2 separate regions of the Gasterosteus aculeatus genome follow, and region 2 is linked to region 1. A link is a contact called in public Hi-C data. All regions are on one chromosome and are shown on one strand. Each heading gives the region's core, a stretch centred on a gene start, on an enhancer-like site or on the middle of the called end of the contact. The rest is flanking DNA. Distances are from core to core; before and after follow the strand shown.

Evidence for each region. A called contact is a pair of places that touch in the nucleus more often than the background predicts.
Region 2: a contact with region 1 is called in a Hi-C map of liver, with 1.7 times the contacts expected there. The contact joins the enhancer-like site here to the promoter of znf609b in region 1. A contact is called at or near these places in 4 of 6 Hi-C or Micro-C datasets (liver, skeletal muscle, tail fin and 1 more).

Annotation. Positions count from the first base shown.
Region 1 is chr12:20,865,564-20,870,193 of fGasAcu3.hap1.1, reverse strand. It overlaps znf609b (zinc finger protein 609b), which reads right to left and starts at 2,499. Exons shown (of 8, transcript XM_078085661.1): 1 at 1,991-2,499.
Region 2 is chr12:20,903,163-20,907,792 of fGasAcu3.hap1.1, reverse strand. It overlaps znf609b (zinc finger protein 609b), which reads right to left. Exons shown (of 8, transcript XM_078085661.1): 3 at 2,524-2,749. Among protein-coding and RNA genes, the nearest start is that of gramd2aa, 22 kb to the left of the region's middle. Within about 2 kb of position 2,237, at least 6 of the 9 cell types and tissues checked have open chromatin away from gene starts, as enhancers often do. A contact at or near this core is called in liver, where this site is marked.

The DNA.
Region 1 (4,630 bases), core at 1,250-3,749:
CGTATATTCAAAGTCGTGTCAACAAAAGGCATTGAAAGTAGGGGATTTGACACTTGGCAACCAGCTTATTGAACAAAGAAACCACCCATTACATTGAATACACATCTTATGGCCGCTCTCACCTACATCTGTGTACGGAATTAGCACATCTGTAGTTGGGTATCACACCCGACTAGTACCGGATCTTTGAGGCAACGGTACTTGCAGGTTTAAAAAAATATATATAAAAATGTTTTGTTTTTTTTAAAGAGTACAGTTCTTTGTTAAACACACAACATTTGCCGATTTCTAAATAACGTTGTTCAAGTTTAAATACAAAATGTTCAGAGCTTGGTGGTGAACCTCCAAATGAATGGAGGCGGTGTCGCTTGGTACTTCTCGGAACCCGATGAATCCCCACAAGCTATTGAGAGATGCGTTGCCATAGATATGCCCAATGCTTTAAATTAACCAGAATTAAATGGCATTTTAAGACATTTTTGACCCTTTGTCAAATCTGTATTATAACAATACAATTCCAAGCACTGCCTTAGACTAGATGTCCATCCATGTAGTGATACCAGGTTAAGGCCTTTAGTAATAAAAAAGGTGGATACTCGCTTCAGCAATCCCAGAAGCGCATTAAGCCCGTCCCATCATTTCATTCGGCTCGATGCTTTCACAAGCTGCTAGCTCTCTGCGAGTACCATTAATGTCAGATTTGGGTTTTTACCATCATAAAGACTGTTTTGGGAGAGCGGTTTCACGGGGAGGCTTGAAAGAAGCCGCTGGTTTTCCAATTTGTCGTCTTTAGCTCGTTCTGCCGGCTACTTTCATTGGAGAAGAGTTAGCAAACACTGGGACGGTTTATTAAGTTGTCACAACCAGATTTAGTTGCATTGTGAGCTCTACAAAGTTGCACTAGCAGAAACAAGTTTTTGAACAGCCGTGTCCCATTTGATTAGCTTTTGGCACTTGCAGGTCGGGAACAATGGTGAATATAACCGAATATAACGCGTTCTGTTGAACGCATGCTCTTCTTTTTGCATTTACGGCTAAACTTACGACCCATTTTAGACAAATGCTTCGTTTAAAATGCAACTGATTGATGACAGGTCTCCTTTTCGTTTACTAGTCAAATCCATATAGAGTACTATGGTGAAATTATGCCAGTTGGAGCCATTTTATCAGAATATTAAAAATGTTTAAAAAATAATAATATTGCTTTAATTGAAGTAAGGTGGAGATGAAGGGCAGCAAATGTATTAAGAGCACAATCCACCATTTTAATGGCATCTTGTCCCCCTGTGTCATAAGTGAAAGGAGCGGGTTGTTACAGTGGAACCAGCAGCGGAAATGAAACGTGAGCAGCAAATAATCAGTTTCACACATATTCTCACATGCTGCTGAAACGGAGCGAACAGTTAAAGCAGAAATGAAAGGGTTCTCTCTCTTTATCTCGAGACCCCCCCCCCACCCCAACGGATGCCCTGGGGTCCCCTGAGCCGCCCCCCCCCCCCGAGCTTGGAACCCACCGTGGACACGCAGCACTGGTGGAATCCGCCGCTTTCGCTCGCGTTTTTCCTCCATTAACCCTTGAACCGGTTTAAACGCGGCGATCCGCGGCCGTTACAACAACCGACGCTGCCGCCCGTTGACGGCGAGTTAAACTGCGTCGAGCTGCCGCGGCGGCGGCGGGGGCTGTGACGTCACTTAGCTAGCAGTTCCACACGCTCGTACGTTGGTTGAACTTCAACGCGCTAACGAGGCTAACTTAGCTCGCGGGGGGGTGGGGGGCAACGAGCTAATCTGACGCTAGCTGGCAGAGTGAAACAATGAGCTCAGAGTGCAGTCGGGCTTCGGCTAGCTCTCCCGCTGCTGCCGCACGCCGTGTTGGAGCTAGCCAGCTCGCTTTGCACGCAAGGCTAACGTTAAATGGCTAACGACTCGTAGCACTATCAACAATGAGAGGAGGGGGGAGAGGAAGAAGAAAAGAAAGGTGGTAACTTACCGACTTAGCTAGCCACTCCTATTCCAAACCCTGGTCTGTCCATGGTGGCGTTCACTCCATTAAAAAAAAGGGACAAATCAAGAGTGTGAATTTGAATAAAACCTCAAAAGAAATGTGAAGCGGCAGAAACCAGTGGCAGCGCACTCCCCGAGACATCCAACACGAGCGAGGAAGGGAGGCCAGCGATTCACTGGACTTCTGCCATCACACTTGGAGATACCGTCCTCATCGAAAACAACCCGAGTCCGGAGGGCATTTTTCCCCCCCTTTTTTTTTTACCGGTCCCGTCTCAAGCCCGATACAAGTCCAGTCTCCCCTACGCGACCTTCTTTGTCGATTAATCCCACAGAGAACGGTTTACCATCCAGGTTAATTCCTCCGTATTCGCCGTTCGTGGATGAGTGCCGTGGTGGTTCTTCGTGTGGGAACTGATACAATGTAGCCAACCAGCGGCGGCGGGGGCGGGGGGTAAATCCAGGAGGAGGAGCTCCGGCTCGGATTGAACTGTCACCGCACTCCGCGGAGCGCCCGGGCTTAAAGACGTGGAACCGGATCGGCCCCTCGGAATGGATCGGGATTCGGCGTGTTTTGTTGTCAGAGAGGAGTACCCACCAGCTAGTTTGACTGCAGTGATGCAGGAAGTGCTACTGAGATCCGTTGTTGAATCAAAGGTACAAATGCCCTGGCTAAATATACTCTATTCCAAGTAAAACAAGTATTCAAAATACCACGTAGGGAGGTATACTGTATACGGTATGGTGTTGCCAAATATCATCAAATCATGTCATTTATGAAAAAGGAACAATAAAACTGAAGTATTAGTTTAAAAAGAAAACCATTTATCTAAAAGTAATTGAGTGAATTAAATGAATTAGATTAGATACAAACAGTGTTGGATTCCTGATTGTTTACCTACTTAGTAAAACCACTAATACCACACTGGACAAAATGTCCTGCTTTGAATGTCCCTTAATGAAAAGTATAAGCAGGAATGAGTAAAGGAATACTAAATAAGGAAAAGCAGGATAAAGATCTGCCAAAGGGATTTGTCAAAACCTGGTCAGACCCTAACGTTGTTTATACTAGTATCCATTCATGTAACTGAGAGAATAGAGGATTATCAAACACTTGTAAATAACAACTAATAAAATGTGTTATTTAAGGCTTAGAAGATATAAATGGTTCGTTATTAGAAAGTGGTTTGATTGAGGCAGTCATTTATGAACCCCCTAATGAAAGATAATCTTTTACATGCTGTATTTTGTTTAGAGACTGAATTTAATCATGAACACACTGAAGGAAACATTCTTTAATGATACCATCTGTAAATAATTGCTGGTTTCCCTTGCTTCCAACCGCATCAAATTTGCATCTTGTTTAATGTCAACACACTTAAAACTACGATTCCACAAGAAGAAAAACAATGCTGAGGTTAAAAATTGATCCTCACACTTCAGGGCAAATTGAACATGTTGGGATCAGCTGTGTTCTAATTCCCCTGAACTGAGAATATCTCTGCATAACAGTGCGCCGGGCAAAATAAAATCAAAAAATCCTCCAACAACGAGACCCGTTCATTTATGTTAGGATTCCGACTCAACGGATAACCTTTCATGTTTACCAGCTTCAAACACCGCCAAGGCTTTAAGTCGTTGTCTCTCACAGCGCTGGTTTCCCAGGCAACAAGAATATGATAATGTTGCCTTTGACATGACAGAAGGAATCATCTCGCTAGCAAACAGAGACAACAGGCACAGGGAGGGCTGGAGGGGGGAGGCAGAGGCGGCGGGGGAGGGGGGATGAATTAATGGACTCGTTTTCACACAGAGGGGGAAAAGCAGCCGCAGCAGCAGCTACTCACCATCCTCCCATCCATCCTCCATCTTCCTCCACTACCTCCAATGCATTCCTGCTGGCAGGCACACTCGTGCCTTCCCCCAGGGAGCCGCCAGGCTCCATTGGAAAGCTAAATAACAGTCGGAGGCAAGTGGGTCCTGGAGGGGACAGATTTCTGACGACAACTGCCCTTCAATCCCGAGGCTCCAAAACCAAAGTGCTCTCGTTACCGAGCGTTGCACCAAATTGACAAAAAAAAAAAAAAACGGAAAATGAACAAGCTGTGCGGACGCCATGTGTTTTCCATTAGTGAAAAAAGGGGCTAATCAGCCAGCCATGTGGAATCACAGAGGGGCGGGCTTGATTCCTGTGATCATCTTTCCATTACTCTATAAAATAAGCTGTAAAGCCCTGAAAACCATTTTAAAGAGACGCTCGCACATGTCTGGATTCAAGATCTGCGTCGACTGAGAGCACTGCAGCACATTCCCCACCGGCAGTAACATATACTGTAAACGTGACACTATGTAAAATAAACTAAATCAAACACAAATCATACAACACAATGTATTATTGAAACAGCCTTCACATATATAGCACATTCTTTTCACCATGACTCAATTTATTTCCCTTCTCCAGACTGATATGCCGCAAAGCGTGAGATGTTCCTCCCGCTTACATCTGCTGGTGTTTTCGAGAGCCGGGTCTTTAGGGATCCATCAGTCAGTCCGTCGGTTCATTGGCCCGCCACTTTGGTCCGGACTGTGATGTCTCACTATTGTATTGGTTGCCATGACATTTTGT
Region 2 (4,630 bases), core at 988-3,487, 38 kb before region 1:
GGAGCTGCCACTGCCTCGTCTGCAGCGAGGGGATTTGTGTCGATGACGGGGACCTTAAAATACCCCCCCGACCCCGGACCGACTCCAATGCCACAGATTCACTTTCCCTCGCCTCCACTCATCGGCCGACACGAGGCTGAACGCAATTGTGACTATGAAGCTCCGTGGGTGGGTTTTGCGATCCTCGGTTCAGTCCGGCCAATACCTGGATTCACCACTGCGCCCGCCCCCCCCCACCGGGCGCCGGAATCACAAACACACAGCCGCCCTCACCAGACCCGATTCTTGTCGGCTCTGACTTGGAGGCTGCGGCTCCCGTGATTGCATTTTCGCGAGGCGTCGCCGCGCTCCCTCCTCGTTCGTTTCCGTCTCTGGCGCTCGGCGAGTCGGGGTGAGGCGCAGACAATTACTGGGAGCCGGTTGTTCATTTACTCCCACAAGGCCGAGGGGAGGCGGAGGTGATGAGGCAGCTGTTGGTCGGCATGCTAAACGGGAGAGACTTGCCACGCAGGGAAGTGGGGTTGGTGGGAGCGGAGGGGTTGTGGGGGAGGGGGCTGCTAATCAGGATGCCTCGGCTGTTCCTTCGGAGGTGGGGGCTGTTTGTTGCTCTTCAGCCTGGATGTGCTTGATTTCCTCATTTGGTTCTCATTTGCTCGGTTGCACCACAATGACAGGAGTCTGCTTTCATGGGTCTCTTAGGGGAGGTGGGGAGGGGGGGGGGGGGGGCAGAGAGGCGGTGCAGTTTGGGAGAGTCAGCAGCATCTGGGCCCCTTTCATTTAAAAAGGAAGCCGGTGGGCTGTCGACTACACTTTGGACAAAAAAAACTGACATTTGTGCCGAGGAGTCCGTGGCACACGTTTCAGCTCCAGCAGATTTATGAAGAACTGATCGAGTCAGCGATGCTCCTCAAACAAAGAGCCACATGGGAACGCAACTTCAGAGTTCCAGCTGTCCACTATGTCGCTTTGATCTTCTAGCCTGACGGTGAAGACCTGATGTTATAAAATAGAAACTTTATATAAAAGGTAAGTGTGTTAGCTGCTGGAAACACTCTGATTGCCGTAACAACCTGCGCGCCACACCTGCAGAGCGACCCCCCCCCCCCCCCCCTTGCCCTCATACCACTTTAAAACCACTCAAAAGCTCCCACCAGCCCCCCCCCCAACCGGGGCGGATAGAGTAGAATCAGAAGAAAACACAGCCTGTCAGGCCAAACCACTACCTCTTTCTGCCAAAACAGCAGCTTTGAGAGAGCAAGTGCAGGCAAGAGGACAGACTTGGATGGGGGAGGGGGGGAGGAGGGGAGCCGGTGGGGGAGGGGGAGGGTCAATCACTCAGTGGGAGGCAGAGAATGAGGGAGACAAACATAGTACTGGTGTTGGCACTAAGCCATGTTTGTGTCACCAACAGAAGTAGCCTTGTCTATCTGCCCCAACCCCAACCCCCCCCCCCCCCCCCCCCCCCCTCCCCCCCGCCTTGCACTCATCTTCTCCCAGTTTGCCTGGAAACGGAGTCAAGGGGCGACCGGCTGGATGCTTGGTAACAGAAAAAAAAAGGGTTGCGATGGAGAGGAGGACAGGGAAGCAAAAATCACAAAAAAAGGGGAGTAGAGGGGGTGCCGGGGGGCCGGGGGGGGGTCTCAATAGCAGGGACTGTGCTTTGGGAATGTTTTATGAGGCAGGGACCCTTTTTTTCTGTTCGGTTCCTCCAAGTGAACCAACCAGCAGCACTGTGGTTGTGTGGGCGATTTGTACTCTGCAGAGACGACCGCGCCAGAGCTGCTTTGAAGATTCTGTGTTTTTATTATTTCACATGCACAACCGAGAGAGAGAGAGAAAGAGACAGAGAGGGGGAGGGAGGGAGGGAGGGAAGGAAGCCTCTCACACCTAGCAGAACCTGATAGTGCTGGCGATACATCTTAAAATGAAATGAGACGAATGTGGCTTGGATCAAGGGGAGCGGGGGTGGGGCGGGACTGAGAGAGTCTGAGATTTCACTCGGACCGCACTGCAGGAAGGGAGCCAACTGCCGTCCCAAATGGCAGCCTTGCAGAAATAAGTGCTTTGTGTTATGAGGCATGTTGTTGCTGAGAGCGGATCGCTCTGTGCAGCTAACTCCCGTCTGCGTGCTCCGCTGCAAAAATAAAAAACCAAGGCCACCTTAGAACTGCCTGCCAACTACTATTCTTGTTGGCAATGCTGTGCAGCGTGTGGGCTGTTAAAGCCCGTATTAGTACCACCACCAGCTCCTGAGGCGGTCAGGGCGGATCCAATTACGTCTGAGCAGGCGAAATATGTACGATAATGACAGCGGGATGATTATTCCTTTAAACGACGGAGGCTTCAGTGAAGCCTTTTGAAAAAACCAATAGCTCTTTGACGTGTTCGTGCAACCACACTGGCTGTGCAAATAGAAAAACATCCCACATGTATGCAGCCATTAACCCCCCACACACACACACACCCTTTACCATCCAAGGCTCATTCGTCCCACTAAGCGGCGCGTTGAAGCGCTCCACTTACCGTCTTCAGTTTCCTGCCACACGATGCCTTCCAGGTTGACGCTGGTGCCGGGCTCGCAGGGCCCCAAGCACTCGGGCTCGGTGGCCAGGGCCACGTCCGACGTGTTGACGGCCACCGAGCGCGTGCGCACCATTATCTGCTCACACGGCGAGGAGATCTCACTGTTGCCCACTGTGGCCAGGAGGTGGAGAGGGGGAGGAGCTGGCGTGGAGACAGGAGATTCCATCTGTGAAGAGAGAGAGAAACATGAGACGCTTTAGAACCACTAGACAAACACACAGAGGTCACATGGGGGGAGGGGGGGGGGGGCACAACAAAGGCGCCCGCGAGGACGCCATGGTGGTACGCTACTGGTCCTCCAAAGCAATCCTACTCGGAAGGATGCAGCACTTCTGTGTCTTTCATCCACGTTAGAGGTGGTTAAGAGGTAGGGGAGGTGATGTGGGGGGAGGGGGGGGGGGGTATGTTGACTGCTTTGACTGCCATTGTGGAAGGAGAGAATTAGCGATGCAGGATTGGTCAAACACCCCCTCCTCCTCCTCCTCCTCCTCCCTTTGCGAGCCGCCAAGCGAGACCAGTGACACCAAATCATCTCACAGGCCAATCACTGATTAATTCCCCAAACTAAGGAGCTGGTTGTGGGGGGGGGGGGGGGGGGGGGGCAGTAATTGATTCCACCTGTTCTGACACACTGACAGCAATGAACAGACAGAGTGGCCGACGCAGGAAACGAAAAACGAAAAGGGCAGAGAGGCAGAGGACGGGCGCAACGGAGATAACGGGAGGAAGGAAGTGCGTGGGCGGAAAAAGAGAGGGCGAGGTGAGGGAGGGAGGGGGCGAGGGAGAGACCGATGGTGATTTAAGGGCCGCAGTGACACCGGGTTTAGAGCAGGTCGGCATTGAAGCGCGGCCAACGCCACACATTCATTAATTGGGTCTAAAGCACCGGGTGCTCGGGGATACGCCGCCAACGCTGGATCCAATTAGACTAAGACGACAAAATAATAATTGACACATTGGATCATGAGCCTGTGCGCCCCTTAAATAATTTAATCCGCTTAGTGTTCCTAACTGAGCGGAATGTGGAGAACACAAACTATTCATCTCGGCATATATCGGATGGAAGTGTCATGGTCCCCAGAAGATGAATCCCAACGACTGCTGATCCCCTGATGGTTCCTCTAGCGCCACAGGCAGGTCAAACATTGAATGGACCCCAAGAAATGAATCTGTACATTTACTTTACATTAAAAAAAAACACTTTCATTCGTGGTTCCCAGATGATGAATCCTGCTTTGGTTAGTCCATTAATGAAAAACCGGTGAAACTAGATTTAGCCTTAACGGCACTTGGCCTGAAGCTGCATTGAGGCGCACACAAACATCACGAGAGTGCTCCGTTGCTACATTTAGACAACACTTAGGCGTGTGTGCGTTTTCTGCTTTTTGCTGGGCACTCATCCAATGTTTGGGGGTTTCGTAAGCATTGCAATCATGCAAGACGGAGTCCCACTTTGCAACAGCAGCAAAAGCTTGTCAAAGCAATGACAACATAACGAATAAAAGCATAAAGTGTCAGGAAGATGGAGAAAGATTGGCATTTAAAAATCATACTTATCCATTCAAGATGTAAAAACATGAATTGCTAATCATTTCTCACGTTGAACACATTTTTAAAAAGCAATTTGAATGAACAATTATTCGCGACTGATTGATCGTGACCTATGCATCAAATCATTTGAGAGCAACACGGCCATGAATCACACCGCGTGACACGTTTCAGATCAATCGCTGCAGGAGGAATAGGAATAAAGTGCTTTGGAAAAACCAAACATTAGTCCCCCGATGAAATTTAATATTAGCTCAAGACTTATTCACTGTTCACAGAGAGGAGCGCCGATCGAGGACGAGCGAGTGAATGTGTGCGGCGAGCGTCACCGCGGCGAAGCGGCCGCTCGTCGGCGTCCTCGTGCACGACGTGGCCGGCCGCGGTGAATCAGCAGAGCCCGCCTTCTGAGTGACAGCCGGCGGGAGGGAAAAGGTGCACGCGGGGTTCTCCTCTAAATTGACTCGACTGCGGCCTGGAAGTGACCTCTGAAGCGGAAGCT